3 separate regions of the Sus scrofa genome follow, and all the other regions are linked to region 2. Evidence: chromatin contacts called from public HiChIP or PLAC-seq data. All regions are on one chromosome and are shown on one strand. Each heading gives the region's core, a stretch centred on a gene start, on an enhancer-like site or on the middle of the called end of the contact. The rest is flanking DNA. Distances are from core to core; before and after follow the strand shown. Region 1 holds the start of CASZ1 (zinc finger protein castor homolog 1). Region 2 overlaps PEX14 (peroxisomal membrane protein PEX14). Region 3 overlaps CASZ1 (zinc finger protein castor homolog 1).

Evidence for each region. HiChIP or PLAC-seq counts read pairs in DNA pulled down with a chosen protein or histone mark.
Region 1: a contact with region 2 is called in an H3K27ac HiChIP or PLAC-seq map of skeletal muscle. The contact joins the promoter of CASZ1 here to the enhancer-like site in region 2. A contact is called at or near these places in 12 of 47 Hi-C or Micro-C datasets (alveolar macrophages, brain, epiblast stem cells and 8 more) and 1 of 2 datasets of contacts at active chromatin or transcription factors (skeletal muscle).
Region 3: an H3K27ac HiChIP or PLAC-seq map of skeletal muscle shows a contact between it and region 2. The contact joins two enhancer-like sites. A contact is called at or near these places in 6 of 47 Hi-C or Micro-C datasets (alveolar macrophages, embryonic fibroblasts, liver and 2 more) and 1 of 2 datasets of contacts at active chromatin or transcription factors (skeletal muscle).

Annotation. Positions count from the first base shown.
Region 1 is chr6:71,027,742-71,032,359 of Sscrofa11.1, reverse strand. It overlaps CASZ1 (zinc finger protein castor homolog 1), which reads left to right and starts at 2,865. Exons shown (of 21, transcript XM_021095326.1): 1 at 2,865-3,202. The coding sequence starts at 2,870.
Region 2 is chr6:70,781,845-70,786,473 of Sscrofa11.1, reverse strand. All of the region lies in intron 2 of PEX14 (peroxisomal membrane protein PEX14), which reads right to left. Among named protein-coding and RNA genes, the nearest start is that of PEX14, 46 kb to the right of the region's middle. Within about 2 kb of position 3,328, at least 22 of the 83 cell types and tissues checked have an H3K27ac peak or open chromatin away from gene starts, as enhancers often do. A contact at or near this core is called in skeletal muscle, where this site is marked.
Region 3 is chr6:70,921,154-70,925,818 of Sscrofa11.1, reverse strand. All of the region lies in intron 4 of CASZ1 (zinc finger protein castor homolog 1), which reads left to right. Among named protein-coding and RNA genes, the nearest start is that of CASZ1, 110 kb to the left of the region's middle. Within about 2 kb of position 1,523, at least 18 of the 83 cell types and tissues checked have an H3K27ac peak or open chromatin away from gene starts, as enhancers often do. A contact at or near this core is called in skeletal muscle, where this site is marked.

The DNA of each region.
Region 1 (4,618 bases), core at 1,616-4,115, 250 kb before region 2:
TTTCCCAATTACACAAACTGAGGCCGACTTCAGTTTATTTGTTCAACAATCAATCATTGAGAGCCTCCTGGGTGCCAGGCACTGTGCTTGGCACCTCAGCCTCCATGACAAAGGCGCAGACCCTGCCATCAGGAAGCTCACGGTCTAGAGGGAGGGTCTCCCTGGAGACTTAGAAAGGAGAGAGGTTCTCCCTCCCGGAGCAGCTCCGCCAGTTGCGGGGTGGGGGGCAGGGGGCTGGCTAGATGACCTCCATGGGGTCCTTGGTTGACCTTCCATCCCCTCCTGCCTGTGCAGCCTCCTCTGTTGAGGCAAAGGTCCCCCACCAGAGCCACATCTACTTCCCTACTGTCGGAGGCCAGGGTGCACCCCAGCTCATACCAGCTCCTCCTCCTTCCCCAAACTTTGTCTTCGATGCTTTCTGGTCATTGTCCCACTGCATCTGTCCCTCCAGGGCAGGGACCATGGAGGCTTCTCTTGATTCAGTGCCTGACCCCCAGAAAGGGAGGGCCTGCTAGGTGCCAGACTGAGGTGCTGAGGTCACGAGGCGACACAGAACAGTCTTTGCCTCCAAGGAGCTCCTGTTCTAGTGAGGGCAGCTGGACAGCAAAAACGGACACACATGAATAAGCAAAGTCATTGTAGACACTCACATAAGGTAGAGCTAGAAAGGCTGGGGAGCTGCTCTGGGGAGAAGGCCTCCCTGAGGAGGTGATATGTGAGCAGAGGCCTGCATGATGCAAGGAAGCATCGAAAGAAGGGCCTTCTGGGCAGAGGGGACAAGTGCAAAGGCCCTGAGGTAGGGACAGGCTTGGTGACTGAAGAGGCTGGTGTGTCGGAGGCAGAGTGACCAAGGGGAGGGAGGAGGGAGGTGAGGCTCAATCTTGCTGACCATGGGAAAGAGTTTATAGCTTATTTTAGGGAAAGCTCAGGAAATGCTAAAATGAAGCAAACGAGGCAAAGAGCATCTGATTTCAGTCCCTGCAAAGGGAGCTGGGGGTGGGGAATAAGACACTGGAGGCTCTGGGGACCAGGGCTACCTATGGATCCTTTGCTTTGCTTAATTTTTTTTTTTTTTTTTTTCTGAGTTGGGGGTTGGTGGTTGGGAAAAGAAGAGGAGTCTTGCCTTTTCACCCCACCCCAAAGTCCTCCCCCCTCCTCCAGCTTGTCACTCTTTCCAGCTTCCCCCACCCCCGAAGTGGCTCCTTCAGAGGAGGTAGAAAGACTCCTTTGGGGAAATGGGACAATTGAGAAGCATCTGAGAAAAACAAAGTGGAGGGAAGAATTAATGTTTTAGTACATTTTGGTGGGTGAATTGTGGCCGTTGGGGTGTGCGGGTCGAGCCTTATAGCAGGAAGCGGGGGTAGGGGAGAGGCCAGCAAACTCCCCAGCCAGCTCCTTGGAGACAAGCCCTGTGAGTTCTTTTTCGTCTCCCCAGCCCTGGAGGAGGATGTGCTCTTCACTGGGGCTCCGCAAATGCCTGCTGAGTGCATGAATGAGTGAAGGACCATTGCTGGAGGAAAAAAAAAAAAAAGGCAGAAGAGGAGAAGGAATGGGGAGAGGACAGGAAGAACTGAGAAGCAGAGGGAGCACTGGATGTCCCAAGGAGCAATGACAATTACTGGCATTTATCGATCACTGTCTTGGCCCAGGCACTTTCCCTGCATTAACTCATTTTAGCCTCACAACACACCCAGGCAATAGTGCTATTATTATCCCCATTTACTGTTGAGGCAACTGAGGCACAGAGGTTATGTGGCTGGTGAGTGCTGGTGACCCCCCCCAAACCCAAGCTGTTAAGGATGTCTGTCTTTACATTGCCCCCCCACCCTACCCCACCCCCCCAACTACGACCCAGTGGAATGAGCCCAGAGTCAAAAGTTAGAAGGCCTACCCACCTCCCCGCTTCTAGGTCATCACCCTTCGCTCGTCCCGAGAGGTTTTGCAGAAACCTTGCTGATTAGATCTCCGAGTCTACCAGCCTGCAACAGTGTTTTCCAGCCTGTGGCATAGTTTCATGCCTTCTGTTGGACCCTTCTTAAAGCTGCTGGTCATACTTTGAATGTTTATTCACCTATTCAAGGAATCATTCAGTTATTTGTTTACTATGGTGGTCAATTTCTCCCATCTCACCGTGGGAGTGTTCCGGAGCCTTCCTTTCAAGTCTAATTCCATCCTGTTCTTATTCAGAAGGGAACACAGGTACCTTGACTCGCTCAGTCCTGGGATAGGGATCGCCTAGCTGCAAAAGGCAGGACAGGAGCTACTGCTGCTGGCTCAGCCTGGGGTGGCCACCTCAAGCCACCTGGGAAGGGGGCAAGGTGGGCAAAGGGGGCAAAGGGAGCACAGGGGGGGTTTCTCCAATGGGGTATGAAGGTTCTCTCTCAGAGAGGCCTTCACTCTCACCTGGGCATAGGAAAGAAGCTCTCCCCAGATACTCTTATCCTACTGTCTCGTTTTATTTCTTCATGATCCTTTTACTCCCTGAAATCATATTATTCACTTGTTTTAATGTTCATCACCTGCTCCGCTTCCCCCCCCCTCCGGCCCCAGGTTCATTCTTCAGAGCCTGTCTTGCTCACTTAAGGATTTATTTCTTGCACAATGGACTGAATGGAAACTCCCTTGCAAAGAATAAGTGCAGAGCGGCTATCAAACAGTGAGAACATCACGTTCTTTGGGGTTCAACACTCCAACTTGCAGAAAAGAGCTAATTCTTCCCTGGAAAAGTGGGAAGCAAACTGGCTCGCGGGGCTGAGAACAGGTGAACAGTAACCACTCCTGTCCCTCTTCTCTTGTCCCCCCCCCTCAGGTCCACTCAGTCAGGGGTAGAGAAAGCTTCACCGGCCGCAGAAAGGTGCCGCAAGCTCAGATGCTGCTCCGCAGGTCGCGTCTCACTCGCGCGCGCCAGTCAAGCTCAGCCCGGGCGGTGGGTGGGAAAGAAACCTGCAGGGGAAGGTCTGGGGGTGTGAGGGTGGAGCGGAGCCCGGCCCCGCGATCCGGCCCGGGTTTTACATGCCACCCACACGCCCGCTCGGCCGCGGAGAATTCCATAATCACAGCGGGCGAGAGCGGAGACTGGGAGCGAAAAATCCGGGATCAGGCAACTTTGGGCAGCGCATGCGCGCCCGCGGCGCTCCATCCCAAACACACACACATTTTTCCCCCGGACTTGGAAAGTCACCCAAAGCCGCCCCAAGTGCAGGTAAGAGACTCGGCGCTCCCTCCGCCGCGGCTCCCCCACGCCCCTCTGTTCTGCGGGCCTCCCGGGGTGCCTCCCCGCCTCGCCCCCTGCCCGGGTGCAGCCCCCCACCTCCCGGGCTGCCTCTTGCAGCCGGGAGCGGGCGAGCGAGCGAGCGAGCCAGCCAGCCAGCCAGCCAGCCTGCGCTCGGCGGCTGCCACCCAACTCCGGCCGTGCGGGAGGCAGGGGGCACGGAGGGTTGGCACCCGGGCGCGGGGCGGCGCGTCGCCTGCCGCGACCAGGGAATGCCCAGCGCGCGGCTCCGGGGGAGGGGAGGGCTGCTGCTCCTGGGGGTCACTGACTCCAACTGAGGGGGCGGCGGGGTAGGGAAGAAGAGGGGGAGGTGCCGGGCGCGAGTGCAGGACTTTGCAAACAGGGTGGGGGCGCCCCCCGCGCCGCGGGCTCCCGGGTGGTGGTGGGGGGGCAGGTGCTCTCCAATACCCAGTAATCACTCCTTCCCCCTACGCTCTCCCCCCCTCGCTGCTGCAGGGGTTTGTGCGCTCTCCGGGGCCGAGAAGGAGGCAGGGGTGAGGGGCGCCTGGGGTGACTTTGCAAGACTTTGCTCAAGGGAAGGGGTGGGTGGGGAACCCCTCCAGCCGACCCTTGTGCCCCAGTACCAGGGTGTAGGTGCCACCGGCAGAGGTAGGCAGTGTTCACTTAGGCGCGGGATGCCAAGGGGTGCCTCCTGGTGGGAAAACGGAGGCGAGAGGTTGCTTGGCTAGGGGGAGCGGCGCCCCCTTTTTCATCCGTGCCTGGGAAGTTTGTCTCAAGTGCGCTGCTCCGGGCGCGGCAAGTGGCGCTCCTCACTACCCCCCACCCCCACCCCAGCCTCCCCCGGGTGCAGGGCTGGCAGTGCTGGGCACAGGGAGCCGGTTCCGGGGCACCGGCTCAGGGCCGTGTGACTGTCGGCCGGAGCCGGCCTGGGTCCGGGGAAAAGTTCGGGGGAGTTGCGGCGGTTGTTGTGTGCGCTGGGAGAGAAGTTGCGCCCGGGGACGTGGGACGCCGGGCCGGCGGGCCGGGGGGCGGGTGGAGCAGTGCACTCGCAGCGGCTCGGCCACGGTGGGCGAGGGTCTGGCGGGGTCTGTGGCCCCAGGGTGGGCTGAGGGTAACCTCGGGGCTCAGCAGTTGGGGAAGAGGAACCCTGAATCCAGGGACGCACGACTGAAATAGGCACCAGGCGGAGGACAGAGAGAATGATCGCTTGCGGGAGCACAGGGGGGCACCAAGGGGAGAGGGCCCGGCCGCCCGGTCACTTGGGGTCGAGCTTCAGGGCAAAGGAGCGCGTGGTGGCTGGCGAAGGAGTGTCGGGGAGCGGGGCTCCAGGGGGCGCGCGGTAATGGGGGATCGGGCCGTACGGACAGTCAGGGAGCTCCCAGGGCA
Region 2 (4,629 bases), core at 2,079-4,578:
GAGATCACAATGAGAGGGCAAAAGAAAGTGACCGACATGCAGGCCCGAAACCCCATTCTGGAGCTGCAGCGCCACACGTGCTCGGCTCACAAGATTAAATTGCCTGTGAAAGGTTCCTCCGCTTGTACTCTAAAGTAGATAGATACCCAGAATCCTGTTCACAAGCCTTAGACCAAAGCCAACCAGAGTTTTAACAAGGACGGACTATAAAAGCCAAGCCGTACTGAGAGAGAGAGAACCCTCTTCAAACAGAAACGCCGTGTTTTAGCAAGAAATCAGTCCTCTGCCAGGAGTTCCTTGACAAATACGGTCATGGATGCCACAAGGAAATAGTTGCAAAGCAGCTGTTAATCAGAGACACACATCGTAGAACGCTGATGCTAGCACTCGCGAAAAAATGCAACGGGCTAATTATGAAGCTATATATCTCACTAAAGAGGCCGTGTTCCTTGAGATTCCAGGCAAAGCACTCTCGGATCCAGGGTCCTAGGACAACATAATTCTGGTTTTCTGCATCTAGAATCCTCTCTAATCTGCGGCTGATGGTCCGAGCCAGGCTCTCCATTCTTTCTCACTCCTACATGCTCTCTTTCTAACTAGGGGACAGGCTGGGGAGGGCAACCACAAGCCACATTCCAAGATGCTGCACAAATACCCCTCAAAGGGTGTCAGATCCTAAACCAGAGTGAGAGAAAAATCGATGAGCGTGCAAAAGAAATGTCAGAATCATCCTAAGTGTGGCGGGAGAGCAAATGTGTAGGTGGGCTCCAGTTGAGGAGAGCCACCCCCAGCCACCAAAATGAAAAGGCCCCCCCCCAAAAAAAGAGCAGCACTAAAGGCAGCACTAAAGAGAGCACAGAGACTGCTGCGTCTGAAATCTCCAAGGGAGAGAAGGAGTCTGGCAGAAAGCTGCTCTCGGAGTGTGAAATGCAACTCAGAGGAGCCGAGGGTCTAGCAAGCAGGTGAGAGGGGCAAGTTAATATGCAGAGGAAGCCTCGGGGAGCCAACATTCAATACGATCCTCTGCAAGGACAAGGAGGCAAATAAGGCTCCCCAAAACCAGACTGGGGGGGGAGGGGCGCCACCACCGCTCCGAGCGAAACCACTGGAATGGCAAGAGGGGAATAACCTTGAGCTGGACGCGCTGCCCGGGAGGCGGCCGCAGCGCGGAGCCAAAGTGCCCCCTAGCCGGGGCCGGTGGCCGCGCAGGCCGCAGGCGGCCGCTCCGCTGACTCTCGAGCCCCCGTGAAGTGTTTTCACCCAGGGAAAATGAAATGTTTTGCAAGATGAAACCGAATGAAAATTGAGGTTTTGGGTAATTACTAGTTGGCATTTACATATCACGGGCTGGTTCAACACCTATTCATTTGCCTCTTTTATTTTCAATTTTTTAAAATTGCTCATTAAAAATGAACAGATGACAGTGACAGGGATACCCCCCCCAGAATTTCTCTGAGGGTTACAAAATCAAGAGGTACTCCTTGCCCGTTTATCTACCATTGACACACGTGTACGCGTACAAAGGTACGTTTCATTTACCTCAAGGGGGGAATAGACGGGAAAGTCAACAAAAGCCAGGAAGTTCAAAAATAAAGACAGTGACTTGTACTGGAGCCAGCCTCCTGCACCTGGGTGAGCAGTGAGCTAGCAAGCGCCCTGGGTCTCCAGGAGTTAAAGGAAAGAGCCTCTCTTTCAACTTGGAATTTCCTGGGTTTTGTCCTTGTGTCCTTCCCCTTGTTGATTTGGGTTACAACCCCACACTAATTACGCTGTGGGCCCGGCCCTAGTTTCCTTTGTTGTGCTCTCCTCCGTCCTTTTGTTTTTCACATCACAGAAACAACATATCTCTGGTGGAGTTGACATGACAGAATATAGTGTTTGTGAAGGTCTGTTGTGTCGATCTGGGTTTAGGGAATTCCCACGCAAGCATTATTGACCCCAGTCTCTCTTAAAACATATGGATGCATGCAGTCAAAGCCTTTACGAAAAGTGGTGACGTCACGGGCATAAAAAGTACCCTTCCAAGTGAAATATCTCTGCATTTAAAATTTTCTTCTTGGCCCCAGTTAAAAATATTGCATGAACTGCTTGTCAGAATGTCATTGGTTCGCTATTGTATTAAACTAGTTCTTCTAGAAATAAAAAGCATCTAAAGCCAACAAGCACTATTTAATGTCAAGTGACAGTGATCTTAGGGACATCAGGGTGCCTTGGGAGAGTACTCTGGGTGCCAACTGCAGCCCAAAGGGAGCTGCTGATGCAGAGGGCAGCCGGAACTCGGGCACAGAAAGCGCTGCAGTGCACACACACAGGATGCCGTGGAGGAAATAAAAACCCTTGTTTCTGGGTTGAGAAGATCAAAGCTCCTTTTTAGGAAAGGTTGCGAAGGAAAAGGCCTTTCTCCTCTAGGCAGACAGAAAAGCAAATTTAAATGCCTGTCCCCACCTGAATTTAGATAGCAGCCCCTCTAATTTTTGATGCAACCAACAAAGCAGTTACCCAAAGAGGAGAGGGAAAAAAAAGGATGACATTTGCCTTTTCCTTGGCTTTGAAATCCAACTGGCAGCAAATTGTTTGAAGTCCTGTTTAGAGAAGAAACCGTAATAGCCTCCATACTGAAAAGAGGAGGAAAATGCCATTATACACGGATCACGGTAGCAGTGACCTCAGCGGAGAAGGCAAGCGAGCTGGCTGCAAGTCGGGGGGCTGGCCGGCGTGCCAGGAACAGAAAGAGAAAGGTTTGCGTGTGCCAGCAACATGTGGCGAGAGTTGGGCGCTCGGTCCCAGGAGATCCCAAGAAAAGGCGAGGAGTTCCATTTCTTCACATGGTGTCTTCTGACTGCTCCTTCTCCCAGTTTCCCTTGCTTTTATATTTTCCATATTCTTCTAATTCCCGGGCACTGTTAAAGGGGAAGCAGAGAGCACCCAGGCTTCCGTGCTGTAAAATTAATGAAGGTGTCAGGCTGTTGAGTTGAATCACTCCAAAGGAATGTAATGACTCAGTGTCCAAGATGCTCCCCAGGAGAACTGTGAGCTCACTCAGTGACGGTGGCCGGTGACTCCGACACTAAAAATATGTAGCAGACGGTACCCGGGACCTTCCTAATGAGACCACTGCCTCCATCCCCGAGTCCCCTTCTCTCCACCACGGGCTGAATCTGATGCTTTCTGAAGGTTACTTCTCCCAAACTCTAGCACCTTCATATGCTCCGCAGGCGAAGCTTCAGTTCCCACTTCTTTTGAAGTCGGGCCAGATGGAGGTTGGGAAAGCTCGCCAGCCCTGCACTGTCGAGATGTGGGAGGGGGAGGGAGGGAAAGAAGAAGGGTTGTGCTGTGGACAGGGACACCCTCACGTCACCCTGAGGGTGAGAGGCTGGCCAGATGACCACAGATGGTGCAGGGCAGGGTCCCTTCATGGCGGCTGAGCACCTTCTGCTCTGACGGCAGCAAGATGGGCTCCTGGACTCCAAGGAATTCCATCTACCCTCACCCCATACATAGCAAAAAATTAAAACCCTAAGGAGCTGCTAAGCGGCACTCCTACCAGACATCCTACAGGAAAACTGGAGAAAGACTAAATGTTAAAAAATAGATTTGAATACCAAAAAAGAAGTCGTCACAACCCAGAAACAGTTCAAATCCAAAAGCGAGCAAGAAAAGAATTGGAAATGACACATGTGGGCAGCTTCTAAACCATCTTTAGATTCCCTGGAAAGCAGGATAAAAGCGAACAGTTAAAACAGGCTACGGAGAGAAGACCACCAAGTCCTGGTTCCTGCTATTATTTTAGATTCTTCTGTGGCCTAAGGAGGAAAATAGAAGAGTATGATTCATAATAGAGAAAACTGGCAGCCTCCAAAATCAACAAATTTACAGTAAGATGACTAGAAACTGTTTCTATTCAAAGGCTCAAATGAAATCAGCTCCTCTGAGGGGAAAGTGGCCCCCTTCCCCAAGCCCCCTGGCTTCTGGGGTGCAGAGGACAGGCCATCCACCAAGGCAGGAAGACCAGGGTGCCCAGCTCTGGAAGTAAATGAGGCGACAGACCTCAGGTGTACCTCCCAGCCATGTGAAATAAGCTGATGACCAGGTTCGGTTTTCTAAGAAAGGGGTATCTAACACAGGCCACGCCTCTCTAGACGATGTGGGGAGTAACTCATCCACACGAGCGTGGCACAGAGAAGCAAGACAAGCCTTGCCTCTGACTCCGATGATGCATGAGTCATCACTTTTTACACATCTTTCAGAGGCACCGAGATAAGGACTGTGGAACCGATTCGTCCACCCACTGTACAAGATCTGTATCCACAGACTGTCTTTAGCAGCAAGACGTAAATTCGGAAGAGATTCTAGATCAAGAGGTGTATCGGTCCAGACGCCTCCCAATTTTGAAATGTTTAGCTCGGCAAAGTCACCCACAGAACACAGAAAGAATTAACTGGTCATGGTCATGGGTTTGAACCATTCAGTGACCTTTCACGAAACACCATAAACATTCCTAGTATCAACAGCCACAGCCTCCCACAAACAAGCACACTCTTAACACGAGTGGTTTAACACAGGCCTATTAGACACCAGAGCCATCTTGGTCATGAGGCTCTCCCTCGAGGTCCTACCTCCGACGGGAAG
Region 3 (4,665 bases), core at 274-2,773, 140 kb before region 2:
GAGAGGGGAGCCTTGGGGGGCAGGTCAAGGGAGATTGGCAGGGTTCCACACCGCCCAGCAGGGGGCGCCCCTCTGTATCTGCCCCAGTGCCAGAGGAAGGGACATTGGTCCCAGGTCTGGTCCAAGCCTTCTGGCCATGGGGAGGGGGAGGAGGAGCCTCCCCTCCCCGCCCCCAGAGGTTCCTTGGCTGAGTTTGTTTTGCCAGGGTGACCTGTTTAATCATCTCATTTTCTGGTGGCCGTTTATTCCTCGTTTCCACGGTTACGGCCCCATTAAGGGGAGAAGCAATAAGGCAGCGAGTCAAACAGGTAATAAAAACATTAAAGCCCATGTGCACAGAGGGAGGGCGGGCGGGTGGGAAGGGGCTCAGCGAGGTGAGACGGGCCAGGGAGAATCGGAGGTAAGAGGCCGCCCGGCCTCCTCCTCCAGAGGCCCCCGGGGAGCTCCCCATCCCCCGGCCTCTGGGCTGCGCCCTTTGGGGGCCAGGACCCGGCCCTGGCTTAGAACCATCCCCAGCCCTTGGTCCCCTGGCAACAGGCTGTATGTTGGGAGGTGAAACAGGAAGGAGAAAAGTGAGAGTGAGCGCGGCCGCCGCCTCCCCCAGGACTCTTGGCGTGGGACCTGCTCGCGGGCCTCACCTCACCCGTGCTTGGCGGGGGCGGGGGATGGTTTCTGACATTGTTTCCAGCCCTCGAACTTTTTTTTCTGCCAACTTTATCAGAAAGCATATTTGTGGTGAGTGCTGCTAACAGGGCCAGTCTGGTGAGTAAATATTCCTGGTGTGGACAGCCCTGCGACCTTGAGAGGCGAGAGCGTGACAGGGGAGCCAAGGGCGCCGAGGCCGAGGACGCCGGGTGGCCCCGTGCTGGGTAGGGGGCCACAGGGCTTGGGTTGGTCCCCGGCAGCATGGTCCCTCTCGAGCCCGAGTGGCGCTTGGCTAGGGCTGAGCCGGGTGACCGTCCCGTCGGGGCTGGGCCTGGAGCCCTTGGTGTTGCTCCCACGGAGGACCTGCTGGCAGAACCTGCCCCCCCCCTCTCGGAACCAGAGGCTGAGAGCCAAGGCAGCCTCTGGCCCAGCCCCTCGGAGCCCGGAGCCACGTGCCCTCCCCGGGGGAGCCTCCCCAGCAGCCCCGCCCTTGAGGTTGACAAGGGAGCAGACTGGGTCAGTGGGGCTGACCTGAGCGGGGAGGGAGGGGCTGGCCAGGAAAAGCTGGGTCGGGGAAGAGCCATGGCGCCCGTGGGTGCTCGCATCCCCTCCCCCGCCTGGAGCCGCCCGTCGGTGGCTCCGAGATCCACTCGGGGCCCCCCTGGCCAGGGAGGACCTCTTGCTATTTCTCCCTGATGACTCTCATCTTTTGTAAACTCACAGAGGTCTGTGTTTCCAGTTATTAATTTCAAAGTTGATTTCTGACTGGAGAGGAAGCAAGGCAGATCTGGGGACGGGGGAGACCCCTCCGGCTGGGAGCTCTGTCTTGGGAACGGGCCTAGATGAGTTAATATTCCGATCAAACAATTAAAAATAGAAAATGCTCCCGCGGCACCAGCTGCTGAGGCTTTTCAACAACTGTCACCAGTAGGTTCACGGGGCAGGTGGTGCTGGGGAGGCGTATTTCCACAAGCAGCAAATATCAGAGATAACGGTGTGCCCCCCACTTCCCTCCCAGGACCCAGGACCTTTGTTTGGGGGCCCCCAGGTCTCTCCAAACTCCCCTCCGGGGCTGGGAGCCGGGGGTCTGTGCAGCTTCAGGGCTGCCCTTCTCCCCCGCAGGGCCCGGCCACAGCGGTGAAGTCATTGCCAGATGCCTGGGTAATTGCTTTAAGAATCGAACTTAAAATAAGATGAAAACTTATATTCCTGGGGAAGGAGTAATTTCCCATCGAATAGTAAATTAATGAAAGGATTATACCAGGGGCCTGGCCCGGAGGCCATGCTCATCTGCTAAGTACAAGTGGTTTGGACAAGACAGTTCAAGGCCAGGGGGCACCCCGAACCTCAGGCCAGGCCCTGCTTCCTGGCTCCACCGGGGCTCCACCGTGGCCTGCTGAGTTGGGGGCACGCGTTCCGTGTGTGTGCTCAGGGTTCCTCTGTGACGGGGCCCAGTTTGTCATTTTTATTTATTTATTTATTTTTGTCTTTTTGCCTTTTCTAGGGCCATTCCCACAGCATATGGAGGTTCCTAGGCTAGGGGTCTAATTGGAGCCGTAGCCACCGGCCTATGCCACAGCCACAGCAATGCGGGATCGGAGCCGCATCTGCAACCCACACCACAGCTCACGGCAACGCCAAATCCTCAACCCACTGAGCAAGGCCAGGGATCGAACCCACAACCTCATGGTTCCTAGTCAGATTCGTTAACCACTGCGCCACGACGGGGACTCCCAGGGCCCAGCTTTTCAAATCCCCGAGGTGGAGATGTGACCTTGCAGGGCACAAGAAGCCCCGTGTCATCAGTTCACTCAGGAAGATGGAGCTTCTCTTGTCACCCGAGAGGGAGGGGTTTCGGGAGCGGTTTCCAGCTGTCACACCATGTAGTCAGCCACGTTGGGACCACCAGCCTGGTTTGCCCAGGATCAAAAAGACCCATGCCCCGTGAAGCCCCTCAGCGCTGGGAGCAAGAGGATGGGCTGATGGATTCAGCCCCTCCCTCGGGGTCCTGGACAGCCCAAGCCCCTGAACTAGAATAGTCTCCGTCCAAAGGGGTTACTGGTTCTACTGGAAACCCACCTGTCTCCATCTGCTGCGTCCAGCCAGGGGTGCGTGGGTCCAAGCGGGTCTGTACACATGCCTCCCCAGGCGGGACAGGGCACTGCCTGAGTCTCTGCCGGGCACAGGAAAGGTCCTGCAGCTGCAGCGCCCCTGCTCCCCCCCAACACTGAGTCCTCTCCCCCTTGTAGAGAACAGGGTGCAACGTGCAGAATCATGACGACCAAACCCTGTGAGTGTAGTCCGTGCCTTTTCCGGGAGATTCTGGACACACACCCTGCTCTCATCTCTCCTTGTCACTTCCCTCCTGAAGACACAGGAGGCTGTCTTTTCTCACAAGTGGGGAAACAGGAGACCCAGAGACATTATTGACCTGTTTCCAAACGCAGGGAGATAGACCCAGAGTGGGGGCTTCCTTCTCACAGGGAAGAGGGCATCCCTGGGGACCTTTCCAATGGCAGCATGGAGTGGAGGACACGCTGGGTTCCGGATATGGACGGCGCTGCCTGGCCCACATCCCCAGCATCCCTGGGCCCCACCTGTACCCCACCTGTAACACGGGGACCCATCCCCAGGCCTCCCCTGCAAGATCCAGTGCAATTGTTGATGCAGATGCATTTTGAGCCTTTCGGAGGAAGCGTCCTCTAAAAGCATTCATTATTGCCCATCTCCTGAGCAAGGATGTTCCCCTCTGTTTGCAGGGACGGATCGAAGGGGAGTTGAAACACCTTCTGACTTGTTTCTGTTGAAATGGGGATGAACAGACGGGACGAGAGTTCTTTAGGAAGGAGGTCTCTGAACGGGCATCCTTCCAGGAGATAGGGGCGTGGATGTAGACTTGTCGCGTGTGCTTCTGTGTAAGCATGGATTTTGCTGGAGAGGAAGACGGGGACATGGGAGACCCTTGAAACTCAGCTCATCACTGGCCTTCATTGCTTCTAGAAGTAACAGGTCTCCCTTGGGAACTGGGCGGGAGCAACTTGCGGCTTGGCAGACAGCCACCCCTGCATGGGGTTTGAGCCCAGGGGCTGCGTTGAGCTCCCGTAGGTGTGATCTGAGAGGACCCAGCCCCTTGCCTGGTGTTAAGCCCACACTGCTTTCAGAGATAGGGAGCAGCCAGGTGTTTTCAGGATGCCTGGTGCTGCCTGTGTGGCCTCTTCCACCCTCCCACCCCCAAGGAAGGAATCACGGGGCCGAAAGACTGAGAATGCCTCGTCTAAACAACCTAGCAAAGCATGTTCCGAGAGAGCGCCAAGCCAGAGCCACAGATGGTGTGATTCCTGGATTGAAACTGGAAGGATGGTGGCTTTGAATGCTAGATGTTATGTGGCAGTTGCTATTCAGGCGGACAGATTGGTGAGTCCCAGGCTGTAGGGATCTGAGTGGGCCCTCTTTGATCTGGTCTTACACCCAGGATGGGGGGACAGGAGTGGCTTGGGCAGAACGGCAGGCACAAGGGGAAGCAGGAAGGTAGCCAGCCTGGGAGCACCCTGGCTCCGGTCCCTCAATAAGCAGCATCCCCAGCCGAAGGTCCTAGCCCCTGGCCAGGACCACACGGGCCCCTCCCCCGGCCGCCTGGAAGGAAGGGTCACTTCGGGGCTCTGGGCAGCCTTCAGCTGGATGGTGAGTGGAGCTCCTCCCTCGAGACCCAGAGGCAGGGCCAGGAAGGAGGTGGGGATGCTTTCTGCTTCCGGGTCCCTGGGGGGCCCAGGGGCAGATTGAGACAGGCTCCTTGCAGGGAAGGTGTTAACAAACAGCAGGTGATTAAACATGACAAGCGGTGACATTTCTGTGCAGGGTTCTCAGTCCCGGCAATGCCAAGAATGAAGCTATAAAGCCTGACATTTTGTGTTATGCACTGAGAGGTTTTTAATAGACCTCTCTCCCTCTTCTCCAGTCAACTTCTCTTTCCCTCCTGCGCCTCCCCGCCCCGTCATCCCCACTGCCCCCACGTCAGCCTCC